Linked DNA regions of Bicyclus anynana: region 2 is linked to region 1. The links are chromatin contacts, called in public Hi-C maps. All regions are on one chromosome and are shown on one strand. The core of a region is the stretch at or near the end of the contact, and the rest is flanking DNA. Distances in the headings are between cores, read along the strand shown. Region 1 overlaps LOC112056252. Region 2 holds the start of LOC112053315 (phosphoacetylglucosamine mutase).

What was found. Hi-C and Micro-C count contacts between places; a contact is called where the count stands out from the background.
Region 2: a contact with region 1 is called in a Hi-C map of whole body, with 5 times the contacts expected there. The contact joins the promoter of LOC112053315 here to the enhancer-like site in region 1. A contact is called at or near these places in 2 of 2 Hi-C or Micro-C datasets (whole body and whole larva).

Annotation. Positions count from the first base shown.
Region 1 is chr24:7,128,869-7,135,117 of ilBicAnyn1.1, reverse strand. LOC112056252 reads right to left here. Exons shown (of 4, transcript XM_024096647.2): 2 at 6,152-6,249; 3 at 4,801-5,712; 4 at 3,003-3,951. The coding sequence ends at 3,736. Among protein-coding and RNA genes, the nearest start is that of LOC112056252, 6.2 kb to the right of the region's middle. Within about 2 kb of position 1,612, at least 8 of the 8 cell types and tissues checked have open chromatin away from gene starts, as enhancers often do.
Region 2 is chr24:7,312,085-7,318,377 of ilBicAnyn1.1, reverse strand. It overlaps LOC112053315 (phosphoacetylglucosamine mutase), which reads right to left and starts at 4,667. Exons shown (of 13, transcript XM_052889015.1): 1 at 4,460-4,667. The coding sequence starts at 4,563.

The sequences.
Region 1 (6,249 bases), core at 363-2,862:
AGGGTAGGCTAAGGCCGGGGATGGCAGTGTTACCAACTCTCCAAAATATTTATCCCTAAAGTTTGTGTCAAAAACCCCTAAAATCACCTTAATTGTTGTCCCCCTAAAAAATATAAATTCATAATAATTTAGAAATAATATGCTGTAATATGTTTCAAAAGTCTATATTTAATACAGACAAAATACTACGTCTTTATCTGAAGATTCAGATTTTTTTCAAATCATACATGTTGACAATGAATAAATTTACCATTTTTTTTTATATTCGATGAAAATTGCCGCCAGTTGCCTCAGAGTTGTAGTTGTAGAGGTTGTAGAATAACGTATTATATGTCGTTATAAGTCGCTAGGCCAAGAAAGAAATATTAAAATTATCATCAATTTAAAAATATTAAAGAGTCAAAATACCCCTAAAAATTTCAGACCCCTAAAAAAATCCCATTTCACTTATTTGCCCCCTAAATCTGGGGGAAAACCGCTAAGTTGGGAACCCTGGGATGAGTATTCCGTTTTCCACACTATAATAGAATAGGTACTTACCTAACCTACGGGCTACGGGGTATATAGGCTACCTACATAAACATTAGCTTCGCTAGCATATTTCCAGGCCATGTAAAGTCCTAATTACAAAAACACTATATGTAATAATTTTTGAGGTACCTACCTAATAATTGGCACCTATCTAGGTAGATACCTACCTATTTCGGCACAATTTTTAGAAAGTAAAACGATTGTTCCCTGTGTTACGGAATTTGAAATTTAATGGGTGTTTATTAAAACGTTTTATGGGCTGTTCGTGATTTCTAATGTTAAGAAAGCTTGGACATTAGTGTCAAAGTGCATGCCTCGTAATTTAGTTTAAGTGGTACTTATATACAAGAGAGCTTTAGCTCGAATCAGAGTAGAGTTACACAACAATAGACAATGGAGGGTACGTACGGAACTAATCTCTAAATTGCAACTTCAAGCGTATATTTACATGCAATGCCATCTAGAATTATTATAATAAAGTTATTTTCTTGCCATTTACTAGATGTCGCTAATAAAATAGCTGCCAGAAAAACAATTTACTACTGATCAACAGATGGCACTACAAAATTGCTTCTATTTAATCTTACAGTATTCATCATTTAAATAGATTTAATTAACATTTTATACATTAAATATTAGCTATTTAATATTAAGGTATCTACAAAGGGTATCTATTTAAAAAGTATTAAGGTGGAAATTTAAGCTCAAAGAAGATTAAATCCTCACAGGATGGCTGTCAAGTGTCAATGTCAATATGCCATGCCAATTGCCAAAACAAAATATTTATCCAAATTCCAAACGTGAACGTCAAAACAAACGCTAAATGTTAGATAAATTGTGGATGTGGATTTGTTAATCGAGATTTTATTGTGTAATGTGTATATTTTTTACATTCTTTCAACATGAGCAAGGAAACAATAGACAAATTGTTCAAACTCAATAACGAAGTGTGTCCAAAACTTATATACTCAAACCCTTTGCTGGACAGAAATATTACGATGGCGGTTTCAAACAGTATAGTGAAAACACTGGACAGAAACAATGAAATTGGTAAAATACAGAAAGTGAGAACAGCAATGTTGAAAAGTTTACGTAGTATGTGTAAAACAGCACCCGATAGACACGTGGAAATAGACGAAGACTTGACCGAAGTATTGACATCGTTTTACGAAAAACAACTAACAAAATCGACCGGAACCAAAAACATTGATAAACAACTTGACTCATTCTTAATTCTAAATTCAAAATCTGTGAATCATAATACCAGTTTTGGGTCAAGCGTCAACCCGGAAGTACTGCAAGCGTTGTTAAATTTAAACAACAATGTAATTTACTCTGAAAACATTATAAAAGATGTCTTACACTGGAATGATGATCAAAAAACCCAAACTGTCATTCAAAATTTATGGAACAATGACCTTTCACAAGAACCAAGTTTTTACAATAAAATAGCTATTAAAATGAAACCCAAAATTGAACATCTGTTACTTAATAAATCTCTTAAGTTACTTCAAAATGATATTGATATTGAGACACTGTTTTCAAATAAAGAACTAAAATCATTAGTTGAAGTTTGTTCAGTTTCAACTGAATGTTTCCAAATTTGTACTAGTATACTGAATTCTTTGCTTATAATGACACATTTCAATACTCATATAGAGAATTTCATATTTTCTTTCATTCAGAATGTAAAATTGAAGACCAAATCAACCATATCCATCTTATATACTTATAGTCTTAGTAACTTGGTTACTATATTGGACATAGATGTAGATATGTTGCCTACTAAAGAAAATTATATTAAAATAGTTAAGAGAGAATTGAAAATTTTACATGAAAAATCAGAAAACAATGTAATAATGTTGCTTTCCCATTTTCCACAATGGTTTAATATATATTTCGATGATTAGAGGACTTTCTTTTAATCCTGATTATCATGCAGGCATAAAAAAAACCTACTGACAATTGTCAGCAAGTTTTTTTTAATTCTTTACAAGTTAGCCCTTGACTACAATCTCACCTGATGGTAAGTGATGATGCAATCTAAGATGGAAGCAGGCTGACTTGTTAGGAGCATGAAAATCCACACAGCTTTCGGTTTCTACATGTACCAGAACACTAAATCGGTTGGTGGTACATCTTTGCAGGTAGGGTGGTAATTAATGTCTCCCAAACAAAAACAACTTCATCTTGTTAGACTGAAGGTATTAGGCTAGTAGCCACTGGATGCCTGGGGTCCAAAACCATGTTGTTTAGAAATTAAAAAAAAGCCTATGTCTAACAGTGGATGTCCATCAGCTGATTGTGATGATGATGAACTTTATGTTGATGAGATGCCCAACTTAATAAAAAACCCTGTTTGTGGTAGGTAACAGGGTGACAATAAGAATTTCTGAGGGTGCAACCAGAATTAGGTATTTGATTAGTCTTTGAGCAGTTTAATAAGCAAATATAAAAAAAAGAAGAGCAAATATATGGAAAAAAAATATTTTGTTAATCATATCTTATACCTATTCACATTAGCAAGTTTAGTAACTAGCTGGAATGTTATTTCCTGAACTGGTAATAAAATTAGTTTCTACAAGTACAAAACTTAATAACAAAACGATTTAAATAAAGAACAAAAAAAAAAGAAAATTAATTTAGTGATTAGCAGACACCCCACAGTTTCACTTTCAAGAAAAGAAACAGAATTACCAGAAGCTGACTGTGTCTTTATTGTGTGTGTTTTAGTGTGTGTCACACTTTTACTTAAAATAGGTTAAATCCATTACAGAGACTTAATCAAATGTACACTACCCCACATGTAAACAATCTATCAAATATTTTAATTTTTTTTTCAAAAGTTCAAAAAGTTATTTATCAGATCAACAACTTACTCGAATATTACACAACTTATTTTAGTGGTAAACAACATATTATGAGATCATTAAGTGACTTATTAATTTTTTAAACAACTTATTCAATCATTAAACAACTTATACAATTGTCAAACTACTTTTTCAAACATTAAGCAACTTATTTAAACATTAAGCAACTTATTCAATCGTTAAACAACTCATTCAATCATTAAACAATTTATTAAATTGTTAAACAACTTATATAATCATTAAGCAACTTATACAATCATTAAACAACTTATTTGATCGTTAAACAATTTATTAAATTGCTAAACAACTTATTAATATGAAGAAAATATATTATTTAATTGAAACCATCCAAATCACGTAACTTATTATACTCGTATATCTCATATAGCTTTAGATGCGGGAATAGAAGTTGCGTGCCACCAATAACACCGAGTAGACCCTTCTTTGTTCGCTGCACTTTGTGAGTAAAACTTCTCAGGTGCTTTGCCATATTCTCCCAGAATGGATTTGCTACATTACAGTACCCACAATGATAAAGCCCTGGACGAATCTGAAAATGAAAAATATAATATTTTTTTATAAATAGGTGTCAATGGTCAATTTGACGACCTCCGTGGCGCAGTGTTATGCGCGGTGGATTTACAAAACGGAGGTCCTGGGTTTGATCTCCGGCTGGGCAGATTGAGATTTTCTTAATTTGTCCAGGTCTGGCTGGTGGGAGGCTTCGGCCGTGGCTAGTTACCACCCTACCGGCATAGACGTACCGCCAAGCGATTTAGCGTTCCGGTACGATGCCGTGTAGAAACCGAAAGGGGTGTGGATTGTCATCCTTCTCCTAACAAGTTAGCCCGTTTCCATCTTAGACTGCATCATCACTTACCATCAGGTGAGATTGTAGTCAAGGGCTAACTTGTAAAAAAAAAAAAAATAGGTCGCGATTTCATGAGATTCTAATAATATATGACACTTCAAGGTTGTCTGGCACAGATTGCTTTAGCAGTTAGACTGCTTTTGGATGCTATTGGTAGTTTTAAGTTTTTCTTTCATGTTTTTTGTAGTACATTGTATGCAATAAAATATTTTAAATGAATAAAATAAAATATTAAACCATAAAAGTCTAGCCATCACAGACTGTTGTCCTAAAATGATTATGATCAAACTTCAACTGTCGACTACAATAAAAGGGAGATGAAATACTGTATTCCTTGGATTCACTGCAAGTGCTAGATCCACAGTGTGGCAGAGAAAAACACTGAGCAGATTCCAGGACTTGTGACAGATGGTGTAGGGTTAAGGACATCCTTGACAGTTAACTAACACTCTACTACTCTGTTTGTGTTGTTCTCCCTTATTTTAATTAGTTAACTAACTAATTTAATATTTAATTAAAAAAACTCACTTCTCTAACGAAGTCTTCATTATCAACCAACACAGGTATAAGCAGCACATTACATTTTAATACAATGTCTCTGTGTGCTTTCTGTTTCAAATGTTGTTCTAACTCTGATATATCCAGTACCACATCACACCCAAAGCATTTCCCCTTGTGACGTTCAAAGCCATAAGAAAACCGTATCAATTCAAAACTTGTCACATCCATACATATCCCATCATTTAGTACTTTAACATAGTGTTCATCAATACGGAATGGGCCGTACACATCTTTTACAAAAGATTTGTATGGTACAGGTTTGACTGGTGGTTCTTCATGTTTTTTATCTGTTACAAGGCCTCTGATTTCTAAATGTCCTCTGTGAAATGATCCTTCTACATGTTGTTTGGCACAGTTGATATGTGCGGAGATGTATATGTTGCATAGAGAGCAAAAAGTCTTGCTACCTCCTTTGTTTAATTTTATATAGTTCTCTCTTGCGTACATAGCTAATTCGTGTCTCCTCTTCCCAGCATCGACAATGTGGTATGTTTTTACTACCTCTGCTTCAGGATGAAGTATTTCTATATGTTTATCTAAGGCTTTAAAGGATGGTTTCACTAAAGTATTGCAGTGTAGGCATAGAACAGTTTTCTCTTTAATGTTTACTTTATAATTTTTAGTTATAGTAGATGACTCTGACAACATTTTCATTATATAATCTTTTACTATTGTTTTATTATTGTTTGTATCACACTTTTTTTTAATAGTGTTTGTTTTGTTACTGTTTTCAGTGAAAGTTTCTATAGCTTTAGTTTTGTTGGGTTTTGCTGTGGGTTCTTCAGTATTTTTATTGTGATAATCATCCCAATGACTTGATAGTAGTTTTTTGTCAAAAGTCTCAGTACATGTGAAACACCAAAACTTGTTAGAGTTTAGCTGTAAATGCAAAGAGTTTTAAGTAAATTATTTTAATTGAAAATATACAGCCCCCTCTCCAATGGGCGAGACTTGTACACTGAACTGAGCCATTAATAAAATGCCGCAACCAACAACCAAGTGACAATATTTATGCAAAATATGAAGGCTAACACTGAAATAAAGAAATAGTTAGCATATTTTTTTATTTTCTAGTATGGGGTCACCATTCTACCTTAGGATCCCTACGTCCATTGGCTTTTTGAACTATATTGCCCCATCAGTTTCCCGACTTGTTGAGAGCTGTCTGTGACTATCTGACAATTCAGAACGTCACAAACAGCACTCAACAAGTTGAGACCCGCTACTAGTACCAATTACCCATATATATTGATGTATGGGTCCAATTAGACCTGATTTTCGAAAGACAGTTAAAAGTAGGCTGATAATGAATACTTACTTGTCTATAACACATATCCCCCTCACATTTAACACTGCTTTGTGTAAGGTTACCCATATGTGCAGCAGAAGCACCATGTTTGCCATACGTAGTGACAA
Region 2 (6,293 bases), core at 3,418-5,917, 180 kb before region 1:
AATAATTTTATTTCTTTACAAAGTAGGTAAATTACACAAAATTAATTCCAAATGAAAATATTTAACTACTAGCTGACGCCGCGCGGTTTTACCCGCATGATTCCCGTTTCCGTAGGAATACGGGGATAATATATAGCCTATAGCCTTCCTCGATAATTGGGCTATCTAACACTGAAAGATTTTTTCTAATTGGACCAGTAGTTCCTGATTTTACCGCGTTCAATCAATCAAACTTTGCTAGAGCATTTGCAAATTATTTTCTTTAAATTATTAAAAATTATTTTAATATATAAATTATTTTTTTAACTGGATTCAAATCTATGTCATCTGGAATCGGAAACAGAGATCATATCCACTGGGCTATCACAGCTCTGAATAGGGTTGTCATAGGCTAATTACAATGTGTTGTGCCATCCCTAATTCTCAGAACTACACTGCAAATTAGTTTTTGTTATCAATCTGATAAACACAACAAGTTATAATCAATATCACATTTACTCAACTGATAGTGAAAGCAATTGGATTATGTGATTACAAGAATTACTAAACCAAACCGGTATACATTTACGCAAGCAATATAATTAATAAACCTGTCATAATATCATGCAGAAATCATTGTTATTTACACAATACATAAATACTTAAGCTAGATATTAGAGATTTTTTTATTATTTAAAATGGACACCTGTGATTTTTCTGGTTTAAAAAGTAATATAAGTGTTAATCCAGAGTATAACCTATCGCTATTCTAAATTTCAGCCAAATCCGTCCAGTAGTTTTTGTGTAAAAAGATAATAAATGGTTATACAAACTTTCACATAATCTATAATTTTAAGGTCACATGATTTTCTCTAGTAATCATTTTCCTTATGTCCAATATTTATGTGACTATTTGTTGCTACAGTATGCTTTTTGCTTTTTTGTATGCTTTTTTTTAATTAAAACTACAAACACATACAAACTCAAATTACTTAAATTGAAACAAATCAAAAAGTACTTATATGTTCTTTCAATAAACTGGTGTAAAATCAAAATCAAAAATCATTTAATAAAAGTAGGCTCAGTTTACAAGCACTTTTGACAGATCAGTTGACTATTTGTAAAGATTCTACCACCGGTTCGGAAGGCAGGTTCTGCTTAGAAGAAACTGGCAAGAAACTCAACAGTCTAAAAAAAAAAACAAATTTTTTTTTTTTTTTTTTTTTTTTTTTTTATTTATTTTGTACCAATAATAGTAACACACAAAAGTAAAAAAGAAAAACAGTGAACAAGGAAACACTTATCTCTATAAGAGATCTCTGCCAGTGACCCTTGGCAGTGGGAGAGATTTTAAACAAAAGAAATGGATAGGTACAACAGAAAAAAAAGAGAGAAAACATATTATACTTAATACATAAATAATAAAAGTAAATAATATTAAATACATTAAAAATAACACTAATAAATAAATTGAAATAAATATATAAATTATAACAGTACATATCAATACTATATAAAAATAATAACTAAATAAATACATATATACATACATACATATAATATATCTATGATGATAAAGAAAGATAGTGTTCACGAAGTCGATGTTTGAAGGTATCAACTGATGGGTTTTTTTTGAAAATGGTATCAGGTAGTGAGTTCCACAGACGCGCTGCGATAACTGAAAAAGATTTAGCACAAAAAACAGTGTTATAGGGAGGCACAGATAGAGATTTTAATTTTACACACGAACGCACCGGTCTGAGACGGCGTGGGGATTCGCGGAAGAGCTCCCGCAAGTAGGAAGGAGAAGAGGTGTTTAAGATTTTGAACAGCGTCGTGAGTATATGGATATTCCGGCGATGACGAATAGGGAGCCACTTCAGTTTATTACGGAAATAAGAAATACGGTCGAATTTGCGCAATCCGTATATAAATCGGATGCACAAATTCTGAAGTCGATCGAGTTTGTCGAGTAGCTCCTCTGTCGCATCTAAATAACAAACGTCAGCGTAGTCAAGAATAGGAAGGAGAAGGGATTGGGCAAGTAAGATTTTAGTACGTAAAGGAAGAAAATTTTGGAAACGCTTAAGGGAATGAAGCGAAAAATGGATCCGCCTACTAACCTCATTTATGTGGCCAGACCACGATAAGTTACAGTCAATTTTCAGCCCAAGATTTTTTGCTGTATTTGACAAGGGTATTGGTGTGCCGTCATATACTATAGGAGATAAATTTTTAAAATGAATACGACTCCGTAATTGTCGACCTCCTACAATCATGGCCTGCGACTTTCCAGGATTTACAAGTAGGCCATGTGCATCAGCCCATTTCTTGACATTTTCCAAATCCACATTAACAATATCCACTGCCGAAACAAGAAATTTTCTACTTTTAATCACATTACTTTCTATCTATCAATCCAATAGCGAAAAAATTTCAATTCAAACCAATTTTTGAGATTAATGTGTTCAGCTAAACAAACAAAAATTTGTGTATAGATAGTATAAAATATTATATTTTAGAAGACTGAAAACATACTATTTTTATAACTGTCTGATCTATAACAATCAATAACTAAGTGTTTGATAAGGAATCTATTACATGTCTATAAAGCAGAGTGCTTGGCTGCTTGCCCAAATATTTTGGAACCATTTTGGACAGTTGCTGCCTTTGTATGCATACCCAGGCAACTTTTATTGAAACTATTTTTGGTTTTGAATACTATTTTCATAAATTATAGAACAGTTTTGGATTCATAACTATATTGATGACAATAATAAAAAATAAATAAAAATAGCCTTTATTCTCTGATTACTGAATACATATGATATACCTAATACTATTACCTAATTTATACACCAGAGCAATCAGGTTGTCTTTCGACATAGGCCTCCTCCAGACTCCAGGCTAGAGATCGAGTAGAGTGGAAAGGTCTGGAGAATATTGATGACAAAGTTGGAAGCAATTATTAGCTCTGCTTTCTTCTGCAAAAATTGCTAGTGGGTGTTATAATATATGGGTGGTATAAAGTAATAATTACCACTGGCCAAGATTGGATGGAACTCACAAAAGAAAGGGACAAATGGAGGAGGCTTATACCCGAAGGGGCCCATTATTAACTAGTACATAATATAATTAATTATTTAATATATAGATTAATTGGAATAGTTTTAAGATACTGATTACTACTATCTAAATGGGAATTAAAAAAAAGCTTTATTATTATTATTATTATTATAAAGTAATAATATTAATAATATGCTCTCAAACCAATATATTTTCATATTAGCCGCAGCCAATCCCACAGTGAGATTAACCGAGTAGACAGGAGATTTTATAGTGCACAAGTGTGTGCACAAACACAAGTGCACTCTCTTTACCCTCACTCTCATAGTCTGATGGGACGGCAGACCGACACAACCAGTGAAAGATCAGGCACAGGACTTCAAATTGACCAGCTAACTGCAGAAGCAATGACAAGGGATGATTTACATACTAATATAATGAAGATGTAAACTTTGTGGGTTTGTCAGTTTAGGGATTATTTTAGGATCTTCAAAATCTATTTCAAAATGTTTGAACCAACAGAAAGCCACATTATTTGTGAATGTCATAGTCTATATTTTATCCCTGTATTCCCACGAATGGGAGTTTTGGCTGGTGGAACCGCAGGGTGTCTGCTAAAGCTGTCTTTTTCTGCTGCTACTATATAAAACTTTTTTCTAAAAGAGCAACTGCTGAGTTACTGGCAAACCAGTGGTAGAGATGACATAACTTTTTAAAAATTTTATAGAAGAAAAATATTGTATAGAAGTAAACACTTGCAATAATTTTATTTCAATATGTTCAAATGACTCTATATCTTGTAAGTAAGTATCTAATAAATACTTAAATACTAGGTTAATAAGTACATGCTCAAATACACACTAATTTCTGTATGTTTTAAGGGGGATAAAATCAACCAAGTTTCAACCAAATACCATTTTATTAATCAAAAATGTATATTTAAACATTTTCAAATCTAATTAACTAATTACAAAATGCATGTTAGTTCACGTAGAATGATTAGTACAGGTTAATATCAACATTCCACAATTAATTCCAAGGTCAGAGTTGCATTTGTAATTACGTAGACGGTATTTTACGACAATGCAACACGATACATGATTGTTGTGTACTTTTTTGTGTGTAAAAAGCTTGAATGGATGTGTATAACCGCTTATTGTTTAACGAGGTGTCATCGACCATAATCTCGGCTACTTCCCGTTATAAATTGTCATACGCTTACTAGTAAATGAGTCACAATTTGCGACAATAGTTTCTTATAAGGACGTACATCCTTCAATAGTGCTTACGTGACAAGCAGAAAAAACTTGAAAGTGAAATGACTAGTTTCGTAATATCATCACTTAGACATAGGTTTAGAATTGGGGAAAACCATTTATTGACTTTTTTATTGTATAAATTGCACTGGACTTACTTGGTTCGGAACCCAGCTGTGCCATATTCAATGAATACGTCCGTAGTTTTTGGATGCATCTCCCTGGCGAACGCGTATACGACTCGAAGGCTACTCGGCGGCATTCTGTTCGGCGAAATTATTTTATAAGGCCGATAATTCAGATACAATCACTTTGAATCAACAAACCAGATTTCCACATTCCCGCTATGACAGCGGCGAGTTATTACTATTTTTGTCATGTTCAAATGTCAAAGTGTCAGTCAGTCGATAAAAAGTTAACCGCCCATTTGTAAAAGTAATTTAACTATTACACGTTTAACAACAATTTTATGATCTATGAATTTTGTCGCATAATATTTACTTTTTTTTTGTTTTGATGTAAGGTTTGCATAGTAATAATGCTATTACATACTAGATGGCGCACCACGCTCTCATATTTCAAACCTTGAAATGAACCCCTTTTATATTTTAAAAGTTCAATTACTTTGACAACAGAGGGCATAAGGTAGGTAAGATTAATGTAACTTCGATTTTCTATGTTTTGATTGAAAAACGGTGGGAAAACGTGAAAAGCTTTGGAGTCCCTTGAATCTTTCCTTTTTTTACACGTTGACCAATAAAGTTTTTCATAGGTAATTATTATCTATAAGAAATCTAATGGGTGAATTGATGAGGCATGTACTTTCGGATTTTATTTCTTGTCATTATTAGTAAAATATAGGAATAAGTAGGTAGATACCAGTTAGTCACGACCTCATCAAGGCTACTGGCTAATTTAATACTAAGTCCTCGCCGAGGGCTCGTTCCGTCTGAAAAAGAAATCTGAAGGTCAGAGGATCTCAAAGTGGATGATAGCGTCCACCAAATTATTGAAGAAGAAGAAGAAATGCACACAATATAAAACAAATTGAAAATTAACAAAGAATAATTTAAAACTAAAAAAATATAGTGTTGTTCTAACAATGTTAAATTAATTAATGACGTGACGTATTTTTCTTAAATGGAAATTTAACTTCAATAGATAAATGAATAATGGTCATTGGTCCAGTACTGGTAGTGGGCTATTTAAATGGGCTCCTATTGGTGAAAAGCAAAAAAAAATCTATTTTTGGAGCTTAATAAATGAAGCGTTTTGGATAAAGAAATATTCTCATAGATTGTAGATTGTGGGCAACAATTTTACGAGTTCCTAAATACATAAAGGTGATAACATTCATATTTACATTTATTATCGTAAAATGGAGATTTTGTTGACAGTGATATTATTGAACAAGAGGTTGATTGGTGACTTAAGTTCAGTTCTTTGTTGTGCAACGTTCTTAATGTCACGCTGTTTTGCCGTCTTGGTGATTTGTGCAACAACTCACTCATCATACAAAAGTAGTGTAATTTTTCATAAAATATTTAGTGGGTATGGAGAACATGTCAGACAGAAGATGTTGTTGTGTTGTTAGTGAGTGTTAATACATTATGAATGATATTTAAACGGGTACATACCACGATAAAACGACGAGATTTTTATTGTCGATATTTCGACCCAGTTGCATGGATCGTGGTCACGACGGGACTGAAGTTGCGAGATGAGAAGTGAAGTCAGCTGTTAGGGGCAAAATCGATCTACCCTCTTTCTTGTTCTTTTTCTTTTTTCAACGACCTCGCGTTTTTGGCTGTTTAGGCAAACCACACTCACGACATCGCTTTTGTTATTATGCGTATCGCGGCGCCCTCTTGGTTTGCACAATTCTACCACCGGGTTCCACTCGCTGGCTAGTTTGAAACCATCTTCCCGATTGAAATTTTTGTATTTTCGAATTTCAATGGCTTCTCGAACTACTCGGGGTATATAGTGGCG